Linked DNA regions of Ovis aries: region 2 is linked to region 1. The links are chromatin contacts, called in public Hi-C maps. All regions are on one chromosome and are shown on one strand. Each heading gives the region's core, a stretch centred on a gene start, on an enhancer-like site or on the middle of the called end of the contact. The rest is flanking DNA. Distances are from core to core; before and after follow the strand shown. Region 1 has its middle 120 kb from the start of TMX1. Region 2 has its middle 79 kb from the start of GNG2.

What was found. A called contact is a pair of places that touch in the nucleus more often than the background predicts.
Region 2: a contact with region 1 is called in a Hi-C map of liver, with 6 times the contacts expected there. The contact joins two enhancer-like sites. A contact is called at or near these places in 9 of 16 Hi-C or Micro-C datasets (liver, mesenteric adipose tissue, mixed tissues and 4 more).

What each region holds. Positions count from the first base shown.
Region 1 is chr7:42,410,724-42,416,829 of ARS-UI_Ramb_v3.0, forward strand. No RefSeq gene overlaps it. Among named protein-coding and RNA genes, the nearest start is that of TMX1, 120 kb to the left of the region's middle. Within about 2 kb of position 3,383, at least 3 of the 54 cell types and tissues checked have an H3K27ac peak or open chromatin away from gene starts, as enhancers often do.
Region 2 is chr7:42,829,165-42,834,957 of ARS-UI_Ramb_v3.0, forward strand. No RefSeq gene overlaps it. Among named protein-coding and RNA genes, the nearest start is that of GNG2, 79 kb to the right of the region's middle. Within about 2 kb of position 1,852, at least 9 of the 54 cell types and tissues checked have an H3K27ac peak or open chromatin away from gene starts, as enhancers often do.

The DNA of each region.
Region 1 (6,106 bases), core at 2,133-4,632:
CTTGCCTGGAGAATCCCAGGGATGGCAGAGTCTGGTGGGCTGCCATCTGTGGGGTCGCACAGAGTCGGACACGACTGAAGTGACTTAGCAGCAGCAGCAGCAGTAGCCAGGTCCAGGACCCTGGAAGGTGAAAGTTGTGCCTGAGGACCTTTCCCTTTCTTGTCAGAACAGAGAATAACGTTCATTTGGTAGAGGTTTACAGGACCATGGATACCTGATCATGACCTCAGGAACAAAGGATCTGACACCAAGAAGTTTGCCACAACTAACCATGCCCATCCCTCACCTTTCCTATAAGAGGGATTTTCTGAAAGTTATTGGGGAGTTTGGGTTTTTAAGGCATAAGCCACTCATCTCCCTGCATGGCCCTGAGATAAACCTTTTTCTGTTACAAACTCTGACATTTTGGTATCTTTTGGCCTTGCTGAGCGTCAGGCACTTGCATTTCAATAACAGGTTGAGAAGTGACTGGTAAGTTAAGTCAAGGGGAGGCTATCTGTTACTCTGACAAGAGTCTGTGGTGTAGGGGGTAGGAGCCAGTATGGATGATTTTAAGAGAGGAGTGAAACTGAAAGTCACTCTGTTGTCTGACTCTTTGCGGCTCTATGGGCTATACAGTCCATGGAATTCTCCAGGCCAGAATGCTGGAGTGGGTAGCCTTTCCCTTCTCCAGGGGATCTTCCCGACCCAGGGATCGAAACCCTGTCTCCCATGCTGCAGGCAGATTCATTACCAGCTGAGCCACAAGGGAAGCCCTTAAAAGAGGAGGGGAGGAGAGGAATTGGAAACAGAGTAGAGGGAAGGGAAAGAGCTAGTAGGGGATGGTGAACAAAAGAGGGTTTTTGGCTTGTTTTTGTTTTTAAAATGGGAGTGATGGTAGCATTTTTATGTGGTGATGAGAATAATTGAATAAGAAGAGGAATTCTTGGTGCTGGGGAGAGAGGAGTTGGTGGAGTCACATTCTTGAATAGGTGGGAAGGGATGGATCTAGGGTAGGAGACCCCAGCCTCCAGGATCTAATGCCTGATGATCTGAGATGGAGCTGATGCAGTAATAAAAAGTACACAATAAATGCAATGTGCTTGAATCATCACCAAACCTCCTCTCTCCAATCCTCTGAACCCCATCTGTGGAAAATGTCTTCCGTGAAACTGGTCCCTGGTGCCAGAAAGGCTTGGGACCACTGATCTAGAATATGGGGGGCAGGGTGAGGGGTGGCATTAGATGGGTGACAATGGTATTGGGGTGTGGGGAGGCAGGACACATATTGTTGTCAGAGGGTAGGTAGTGGACTGAGTCAGTGGATTTCTCTTTTGCTGGCTTAAACTTTCTCAGTGAAACAGGAAGAAAAACCATCACCTGAAAGTGGTGGAGAAGATACCAAGATGGTGGAGAAGATCTCAAAGGCATGAGGAGAGTGGATAAGGTATTACTTGGTTGTCTCAGAGAGTAGGAAACACACACAGTTGCCTGGCGGGGGAAAGAGCTCACTGATGTTCATCCCCATGAAGTTGAAATGGGATCAGTGAATGTAGCTGTGAGTTCTCCCCCAGCCATGTGTAGCTGTTCAGGTGTAGGCAGTTTGCTGTCTTTAACCAGGGTTGCAGTTTTGCCAAGGGATGGCGCTAGAGGGGCAAGGAGTCATGATGACTGGCCAGGTTTCAATGGACCAAAACCAGAAAAGGGTAAGGGACAGCAAAAGATAGTGGGATCACTGGATCAGTGCTCCCAGTGACTGGAGGCTTGTAGTCGAGGCACAAGGTGAACTGGAAAGCTAGGAGGTACGGGGTCCAACGCTGGGATGGATGAAAATGGGAATGTGGATGGTGTGGTCATTGTTCACCACCAAACATGGCTGGACTACATTTTTTTATTTCTCCTTAGAGTGAATATGGCCAGTGACTGGTTATGGAAAATGAAATGCGGGTGGAAGTGTTCCCTGTTTCTAGGCCTGACCCATAAGAAGTTATCTTCTGCAATCCTATATCCTCCCTCTTCTCTACCAGCTGTCTGCAGAGAACACAGCAAAAGAACCTCAGACCTGGGAAAGCATTGCATCTCAAGTCAAATGGTCCCTGAATCACCACAGGGAAGGCTCTCCACCAACCTCAATATGTGATATGCCTTGAGTTAGAAATAAGCTCAGACCATGCCTATTTTGTTAGATTTTGTGATATTTATAAAGCATTGATCCTACCCTGGCTAAATCAGAGATGCTGAAATTATATTGATCCAGGAGGGTTTGTTCATGGGAGTGAGTGGTTGAGGGAGATGTCAAACACAGTTATTGGAGGAGAGCCTTCAAGTGCCTAAGAGAACATGCTGGATATTCCGTTTATGTCCACACTTATCTGTGCATGGAATCACCAAGGAAAGGGGGAGAAACAGTGCAGGAGAGAGTGATCCTAAGCCAGAAGCTAAAGGAATCCAAAATGAGCAGGTGCAGTCGGGGAGTGGTGGCAAGCGATGGGTGACTGCTTGAGAGAAAAAGCTCAGGGTTTTAGCAAGGGAGAATGGTATGGAGGCAGTTGAGGGGTCAAGGAGGACATGCACTCCATCTCTAGGCCCAGAAGAAGAAGGGGAAACATTGCTGCCATCTGGGAGGGTGGCAGGGGAGCAGTGCTCTTGGGAAGGGCCCCAGGTGGAAGAAACATTCAGAGAGGAGGCTGAGGATATAAGAGAACTGCTAAAGGACTGTGAATCCAGAGGGCACAATGCGCCCTGCAGGGGTCTTGTGGTTTGAGGATCTTGTGATTGGAAGGTGGATATGGCATGAGGGGGAGGTGAAGAGCCTGAAGGGAAGTCAACAATAAGAGAAGTGGGGTGACCTGGGAGCCTGGACTTCTTGTGGCCAGTGATACAGACAAGTCTAAAAAGCAAGGTACAATTAGTCCTAGGGAACACCCTGAACTGAGTTTTGAGTCCTGTCAGCAGATGCAAGGGGGTCTGGAGAAACATGGGATTAGTCCCACTTAGAGCCCCTTCTCCAACTCACAGGCTCCTTTTCAGCCCTGAGGATGGGAAGAAAGATGGTTCAGTGGAGTAGGTCTAAGAGATGTGATAAAGATACTGTCCCACTCTCAGGATGCTCACCTTTAGAGAGAGAGGAAATAGGTGCTCATGCAATGATGCTTCAGTGGACAAACCAGAGCAGAGGTCATTGAACAGTTTGCTCTGTGCACATTATAGAAAGCAGAGTAAGCATGTTGTCGACCTTTCTGTGTGTGGCTGGGCAGCTGTGCATGAGCCCCACCCAGGTGAGTTTTAGCTAATCCCCTAAACCCTGTTGCTCACCTGCACTGGACACTTGATAGAAATGCAGGAATTACCTCCTAGCTACCCCCTAGCTATGCTGAATCAGTATCTGCCTATGAACCAGATACCCAGATGATTCATAGGCACAGTCAAGTCTAGAAGCACTGTGAATGCATTTCTTGTTACTAGCAGGGAAGCAGGTGCTTCCAAGAAGAAAAGGCCAGTGTCAGAAGCAGCCCCAGGAAAGATTATGTGTTACTCATCAAGCTTAAAATTTCAAGTTCAGTGCATTTTTTTTTTTTTGAGCCCTGGCAATGTGTTGGATTCATGTGAACTTCATTAAAAAATAAAACAAACAGAGTTCTAACTTGCATGACTCAAAAAACATTTCATTGTTTCTTTAGGGAGAAATAGATCAGAACAGACAAAGTTGATTATACAGAATAAGGAAAAAACAACTCTGAACTTTTAACTTTTAACTCTAATGAGTTGTCATTAGAATCTTGGAATCATGGAATTCCAGAATGTAGAGCAGTAGTTCTCCGTGTTAGCTGTATCTTAGTGTCACCTTGGGAGCTTTCAAAAAGCGAAAACCAACCAACCAAAGTCCCAACGCTGAGCCCCAACCCCAGATATTCTGACTGAACTGCTCAGGTGTGAGAGCCTGGAGTCTGGGAGTATTTAAGAGCTCTGAGTCATCCTAATGCAGCAAGAGTTGAGCCTTACTGGTAGAAATAGAATACAAGGCACATGTGCAATTTTAAATGATCTAGTGGCCAAATTAAAAAGATAGGAACAAAGTCGAATTTTAATAATATGTCTTACTTAACCCAATATGTCCAAAATATTATTTTAACATGTAATCAGTTTAAAACACTAATAATGAGATAGGTTGTATTTCTTGGTAAAGCTTCTGAGTCTGTTGTGTGTTTGCATTTATAGCACATCTCAGTTCACATTAGCTGCATTTTAAGAATTCAGTACTAGGGACCTGTGACTAATGGCTGTCGTGTTGGACAGAGCAGCTTCAAGGAAAGACAGTAGTGCCCGACCATGAAAGCTAGATTTCCATCTCTGGAAAACAAAATGAGTACCCATTTAACATAGATGTGATGGCTCAGGAGACCATGAGGTATAATTCTGTATTATTTCCTGTTTGTCAACAGCCCCTTAAGGATCATTGCAGAAGTCACTGAGGAGGCAGAATTTAGAAACTTTGCAAAGTTTCTTCCATAAAGGGAAATGTTGTCTGGGATTTAAGTGATATATACCAATCCTTCAGTGATTCTATATTAAGGTTCACAAATGAATATTGTGCTGAGTTTCTCAGCACCTATGATACTGGGAAATACTGAGCTTCTACTGATTTTGATCGCAAAAAAAAAAAAGAAAAGAAAAGAAAAAAAAAAGAATACAGTCATTGACTACATTTTCTTTTCCTCTCCTGGAATCAACCAGTGTTAAGGACAAACATCTTTTGGGATTTTCATATCTGCATAGTGGTGTCAGTGCTGGAATCAGGGATGTGGAACGATAAAATCGTGAGGCTTGGCATTCCTGGCCCTATCCTCCTCCTCAGAAAAGAAATCTTACACACCACCATACCAGCTGTTGAATACAATAAATATCTTCCTAGTGTTAGCATTAGATTGGATTCCTAGGGTCTGATTTTTACCATGGGATTGTTTTTCCCTAAAGAAATTAGAGAAATCACTTAGCCATTGGCATATGTTAAACTGTAACCAGATCATGTAGCTCTTCTGCGCCTGAGGCAAGTTAAGCAGAAAGTGTTAGTGACGTGTGCTGAGAACTAGGTTAAACACATTTCTCAGGACAGATCACAATAGTTTCCTGATACAGACAGGGTAGAATAGAGACACTCAGGAAGGTTGGTCATCCCCCCAACCCTGTCCCCTATCTGTCCAGGTGCTTCTGTTCATAGTAAGGCCCATTTTCACTTTTCACTAAAGTATCTTTGCTTCCATCAAAGATACTTCCTTCCCAAAGCTGACAAAGGTTTTAAAACAGAAGATGCTGAGATGGACAAAATTGATCTTTGGCCCACGTAGCCCCTCTGTTTTTTGCCCTTCCCTCACCTTTGCCTGGAATATTCCCTTCTCTTCTGAAGATCTTGGAGTATTGTGTCTGCTGTCAAAACCCTTCTCAGCAGAGAGTTGTGAACTTATTAACACCATAGAGCAGCCTGTTAACAATAAGGCAAACATGACACATAGCTTGTCTCTCTCTCATCAGTTCAGTTCAGTCGCTCAGTCGTGTCCAACTCTTTGCAACCCCATGAATCGCAGCACGCCAGGCCTCCCTGTTCATCACCATCTCCTGGAGTTCACTCAGACTCACATCCATCGAGTCCGTGATGCCATCCAGCCATCTCATCCTCAGTTGTCCCCTTCTCCTCCTGCCCCCAATCCCTCCCAGCATCAGAGTCTTTTCCAATGAGTCAACTCTTCGCATGAGGTGGCCAGAGTACTGGAGTTTCAGCTTCACCACCATTCCTTCCAAAGAAATCCCAGGGCTGATCTCCTTCAGAATGGACTGGTTGGATCTCCTTGCAGTCCAAGGGACTCTCAAGAGTCTTCTCCAACACCACAGTTCAAAAGCATCAATTCTTCGGTGCTCAGCTTTCTTCACAGTCCAACTCTCACATCCATACATGACCACAGGAAAAACCATAGCCTTGACTAGACGGACCTTAGTCAGCAAAGTAATGTCTCTGCTTTTGAATATGCTATCTAGGTTGGTCATAACTTTTCTTCCAAGGAGTAAGCGTCTTTCAATTTCATGGCTGCAGTCACCATCTACAGTGATTTTGGAGCCCAGAAAAATAAAGTCT
Region 2 (5,793 bases), core at 602-3,101, 420 kb after region 1:
CACAATCTAAAATATATATCTTGTGATGAAGAAGATAAACGGTAAGTGTAGAAATAGAGGGCCAGCTGAACTTTATCTTTAGAAATTGCACCTGGTTGTACACTTCTTGAGGGTGGAAACCATGTCTTTCTTGCTCACAACTGCATCCTGAGGGACCAGCATCCCCTGGCATAGAAAAAGGTGCTCAATAAATGCTGAGCTTAGCAAAGAATGAAAAGTCTGCAGCCATGGGCCAAGGTGCCAGACGGGCTTTGTAGAAACCACAAGAAAGTCCTCTCCACCCAGAAAGCTCTTCCTCTGGGTTTTCTCCTTGTAACAATCTCAGTTCCATGCTGTTGTTGTTCAGTTGCTCAGTTGCGTCTGGCTCTTTGGGATACTGTGGACTGCAGCACGCCAGGCTTCTCTGTCCTTCACCATCTCCCGGAGCTTGCTCAAACTCATGTCCGTTGAGTTGATGATGCCATCCAACCATCTCATCCTCTGTCACCCCCTTCTCCTTCTGCCTTCAATCTTTCCCAGTGTCAGGGTCTTTTCCAATGAGTAGGCTCTTTGGATCAGGTGGCCAAAGTATCAGAGCTTCAGCTTCAGGATCAGTCCCTCAGTGAATATTCAGGTTGATCTCCTTTAGGATTGACCCCATTTCCTCAGAAATGGCCCCTCTCCATTACATCTCTACCACACAACCCTAATTGGTTCTCTAATAACAAATGTCACTATCTTTAACTCAGATTCCATAATTCATTTTTTATTCTTATTTGACTACCTGCCTTCTACACCACCACAACAGCACCGCTCAACCCTCCACCCACAGCACCTGGAACAGGTTCTGGCCCAGCAGGCAGGCACTCCGTGAGTTCAAGTTGAATGAACAACGCAGCATTAGATTATAAGAGCAAGAGAGACGCTTTTCTCCATTTTGTTGACTCTGGGTCTGTGCTGCATCTTACAGCCTAAGTGTGTCTGTGACGTTGCCTTTCACTCCCTTCCTCCCTGAAAAGCTATGAGTGCATCAGGGTGCTCATGTTGTAGACTATGTCTTAGCACCAGTGAAAGTCAACAAGCATTGTCCTGAGCTCTCTAGCGTGGCTGCCTCTAAATCCAGGACACTTTTGTTGAGCAGTGAGGAGGAGGGAGGCACGTCAAAGAGGATAAAATAAGGAAGCCAGAGCCCAGAAATAGTCAGAAGGAATGAGGGACACAGAGGGCATCTGGAGAGGGTGTGGCGGGCTGGCAGCGGTCTTCCTCTGGCACTGGGCAGTACCAGTTGTCCTTCTCCTGCCTCCTCTCTCCCTCTTTGGGGTGTTTGTTACTGTGCCAGGAGTAGCTGCATCACTGCTGGTGTGCCAGAGCCCAACACGTGTGATGGCTGCAGCTCCGGGGTGGCAGGGGACGTGGGCCTGGTCCTCTGCCTCCTGGAGTCCTGGATGTGATACGGGGGCAAAGGCTCCATGTAAGGACGGCCTGGGTCGGAACAACAGCTTCAGGCATTCTGCCAAAGTATGGTCCTGCAGAGGCTGCGTCAGAACTAGAGCTGGCCATTGCAGGTTCTCAGGGCCAACCCTCCACCCCAGAATCAGCTCCAAGAATCTGCTTTTCATAAACTACCGCCACCCGGACCCTCCCACTACCCCTGCTGCATGATTCTTCAGGAGAGTGATTCTCAGACTTAAGTGAACATGAGGGAATGATACGATCCGCCTGGGACCTGTCCCAACTCCAGGCAGCTCCTCTTACAAACGGAAAGGGAATCCCACAGGCCACGGCTGATGCACTGGGTTGGGGCTGGATGAGCTCCAGGGTAGGCAGGACAGGGCCTGGGGGACCAAACGGAGCTTGGCTCTGGGGTGTCCGCTGCCTGTTCCTGGCTCTAGGCTGACCCCCGGTGGTCAGAGCAAGTGGTTTGGTAGGAGGGACCCAGAGTATTTGCAGCAGGGGTAAGTTATAATAAACTCCACCTGTGCTTGCAAAGGCTCTATTGCCAAGACTGGGATGATTTGAGGAGGGGGGTGATACGCAGGTTATAGTTCCAAATTCCTTGTATTGCCCCTTTTGTCGACTCGTCTTGTCAGTGTTCCTGCCCAGTCACCTCTGGGTATCATTTTAGCTGCATTTCTGTGTCTCATTGGAGGGGGCAGAGGGAGAGAGAAAAGGACAAAAAGCTGGGTGTTTTCACAATACAGTCTCTTTTTTCAGGGGCGTGGCCAAGGTTAAAAAAAAAAGCCTGGCAACCAGACACAGGTGTGCCTCATTAGCCCAGGCCCCACTTTGCCTCTGTGACGGTGCCACTGAACCCACTGAGGATGGAGAAGGGTGGGCAGGATGGCTGCACCACTCCAGTAGGCCTTCCTCTGTCCCTTGGGGTCTGGAGTGACTCACTCAGCTTCTGGGCACTGAGCCTGTCAACTTGCTGAAACTCAGTCTCTCCCAGGATGCAAGAGGCCATAAAAACAGGTAATCTGAATAAGTCCCTCCAGTGCTATATTGCCATCTCCTTTTCCTTTTTAATTCTTGGACATTTATAACCAACAGAGATCATTTGACTTAAATGATGAATAATAATTTGCTTTTGCATTTCCAGAACTGAAATACAGACCCAAATCAGGGAGTTATGAGTCTTTCATCCAGTGACCGCAAAGCAAGATGAGTTAGTTTAAAAAGGGTAGCAAACGCATAGAGGAAAAAGCTCGATCCAGAGAGTCAGGAAGGGAAGTGACTTGAGAGGCAGGACCCCAACTGTTGCAGGGTTGACCATATGCAGTCCAGTTACTCGGGCATTTAATACACATGACCAAGAGCCTTCTATGAGGAAGAGACTGAGCTGGAGGCTAGGAAGACAGAGAAAAGTAAAATGTCTGGCTCTACCCTCAAGTTATTGTCAGTCTTTCAGGAGACAGTGAAAAGACACATAAGCCAAAACATCAAACTATTTGGACTGTGAATTTCTCTGGAGTGTTTAGCTGTCTGATTTGCTGTGTGATCATCATTGTTATTCTCATTCACCAAGTGCATAAAATTTCATATAATTCTCACCATAATCTTTCCATTATTTATTATTCTCCCCATTTTATAAATGAGGAAACTGAGTCCTTAGATCAGATAGCATGCCCAAGGTCAAATAGCTGGGAAGTGGGGTAACTGGCATCAACTTGACTCCAGAACCCATTGTCACCCACCACGTGACAGTGTCCTCTGGGGCCTCCATCTCTAATCTCGTTTCCTGATACTCTCTTGCTTGAGTCCACTTCTCACCTCTCACTTACACTTATCTCTTCCCACTCACCCACCCTAACATCCTTTCCTCCTGTCTCCAAGAATAAGGCACGCAGTCATCACAGTTCATTCATCACTCCACCCCTTCTTCTCCAGCCCTTAGGACTGTCCACTCACCTTTCTCCTGCACCCTCAGTTCATCACCTCTGCTCTCTGCTTCCCCCCAGCCCCCAAACGTGTCAAAGACTCTCCTTTGCTAAACCCACAAACAAAACAGCACAACAGAAGCTTCCTTTATCATATACTTCACCTGGGTCTCCTCCATTGCAGGCAGATTCTTTACCATCTGAACCATCAGGGAAGCCCTATACACCTATTAGAACACCTGTTAAAACAGCTCAAATAAAAAAGAATCAATACCAAATGCTGGTGAGTATATGGAAAAACTAGATCTCATGAATTTCCCGGGAATGTAAAGCTTCTGGAAAATAGCTTGGTGGGTGACAGTAGTGGTAAAGAGCCTGCCTGCCAATGCAGGAGACATAAAAAACCCCTTTTATGGTTTCGATCCCTGGGTGAGAAAGATCCCCTGGGAGAAGGAAATGGTAACCCATTCCAGTATTCTTGCCTGGAGAATCCCATGGACAGAGAATACTGGCAGGCTACAATCCATAGGATTGCAATGAGTCAGACACAACTTAGCATACATGCACATAGAAAACTAAACATATACCTGCCAGATAATGCAGCAGTTGCACTCCTAAGCACATATGCCAGAGAAATGTGAACTTATGTCACAAAAGCGTCTACATGATGTTCATTGCAGCTTTGTTTCTAATAGCTCCAAACTGGAAACAACCCAAATGTTTTCAGCCAGTAAATGTCTAAACTAAGTGTGGTGATAATCATATAATGGAATACTACTCTAATAAAGAGAAACAGCTCCTGATACTTGCAATGGTATTGATGGATCTCAAGGGTATTATGCTGACTGAAAAGAGGAAGCTGGTTTTGGAATGTTACATTCTATATGGTACCATTTATATAATATTTTCAGAATGACAAAATCATAGGGATGGTGAACAGATGCTTGTCACCAGGGATTGTGGCAATATGAAGGAGTTCTTTGTGGTGATGAAATAGTTCTATATTTAACTGTAGTGGTGGTTACACAAATCCATGTGGATGACAATGTTGTGTAGAACTGTTCATACACAGACATGAATGCATATAAAACTGTTAGAATTTGAATAAGATCTGTTCAGTTCAGTTGCTCAGTCATGTCCGACTCTTTGCAACCCCATGGACTGTAGCACACCAGGCTTCCCTGTCCATCACCAACTCCCGGAGTTTACTCAAACTCATGTCCATCAAGTCGGTGATGCCATCCAACCATCTCATCCTCTGTTGTCCCCTTCTCCTCCTGCCCTCAATCTTCCCCAGCATCAGAGTGTTTTCAAATGAGTCAGTTTTTCACATCAGGTGGCCAAGGTATTGGAGCTTCAGCTTCAGCATCAGTTCTTCCAGTGAATATTCAGAATTTATTTCCTTTAGGGTGGACCGGTTGGATCTCCTTGCAGTCCAAGGGACTCTCAAGAGTCTTCTCCAACACCACAGTTCAAAAGCATCAATTCTTCCGCGCTCAGCTTTCTTTATGGTCCAGCTCTCACATCCATATATTATTGTAGCAGTGTCAGTGTCTTGGTTTTGAAAATATATGCTACAGTAATGTAAGATGTTACTATGGGGGGAAACTGGAGACTGATACATGGAACCTCTCTGTACTGTTTTTGCAACCTCCTGTAAATATATAAAATTAAGTTTTTTTTTTAAGTACATGTACTTTAAAAAACAAAATGAAATTCACTCAGTCGAGTCCAACTCTTTGTGACCCCAGGGACTATACAGTCTGTGGAATTCTCCAGGCCAGAATACTGGAGTGTGTAGCCTTTCCCTTCTCCAGGGGATCTTCCCAACCCAAGGATCGAACTCAAGTCTCCTGCATTAACAAAACACCAAAGCTTCCATCACTCTGTATCCAGTTCAGCTCTGCTAGGTCTCCACCCCATCTCTCTCTCTCTCTTCTCACCCAGGGCCATCCAGAAGGTAACTTTCCCTCACCATCTCCACATCCTTACCTTTTACTCACGCTCCAGTCCCTGCAGTCTGACTTTTGCAGTCCCTCCCCCGCTCCCCCCCATTGCCAGATACTGTGGAGAGTTTGCAATCTTTACCTTGTGGGCCTCTCTGATGCTTTGAAACGATCGAATCCTTCCTCTTTAGGGGGTCTTTAATCATTTGGTGTTTATGGCAATGCACTTTTCTGTTTCTGCTTCTGCCTCTCTGACCATTATTCCTTCTCTGTCCCCTGTATCTAGCAGCAGCCTATTGCAGAGGCTGTTTTTCCATTAATTTCACTGTCCAACACAACAGAACTGCCTGTGAGGGTTGCTTGCATTTGGCTGTTCCTCCCTCCCACCCATCACCCAATGCTGTCTGACGAGAATGCCTTTCCTCATCCCAGCCCAACTCCTGCACCCACCTAGACTTAAGTACCCCTGCTCAGTGTTTGGGAATCATCTC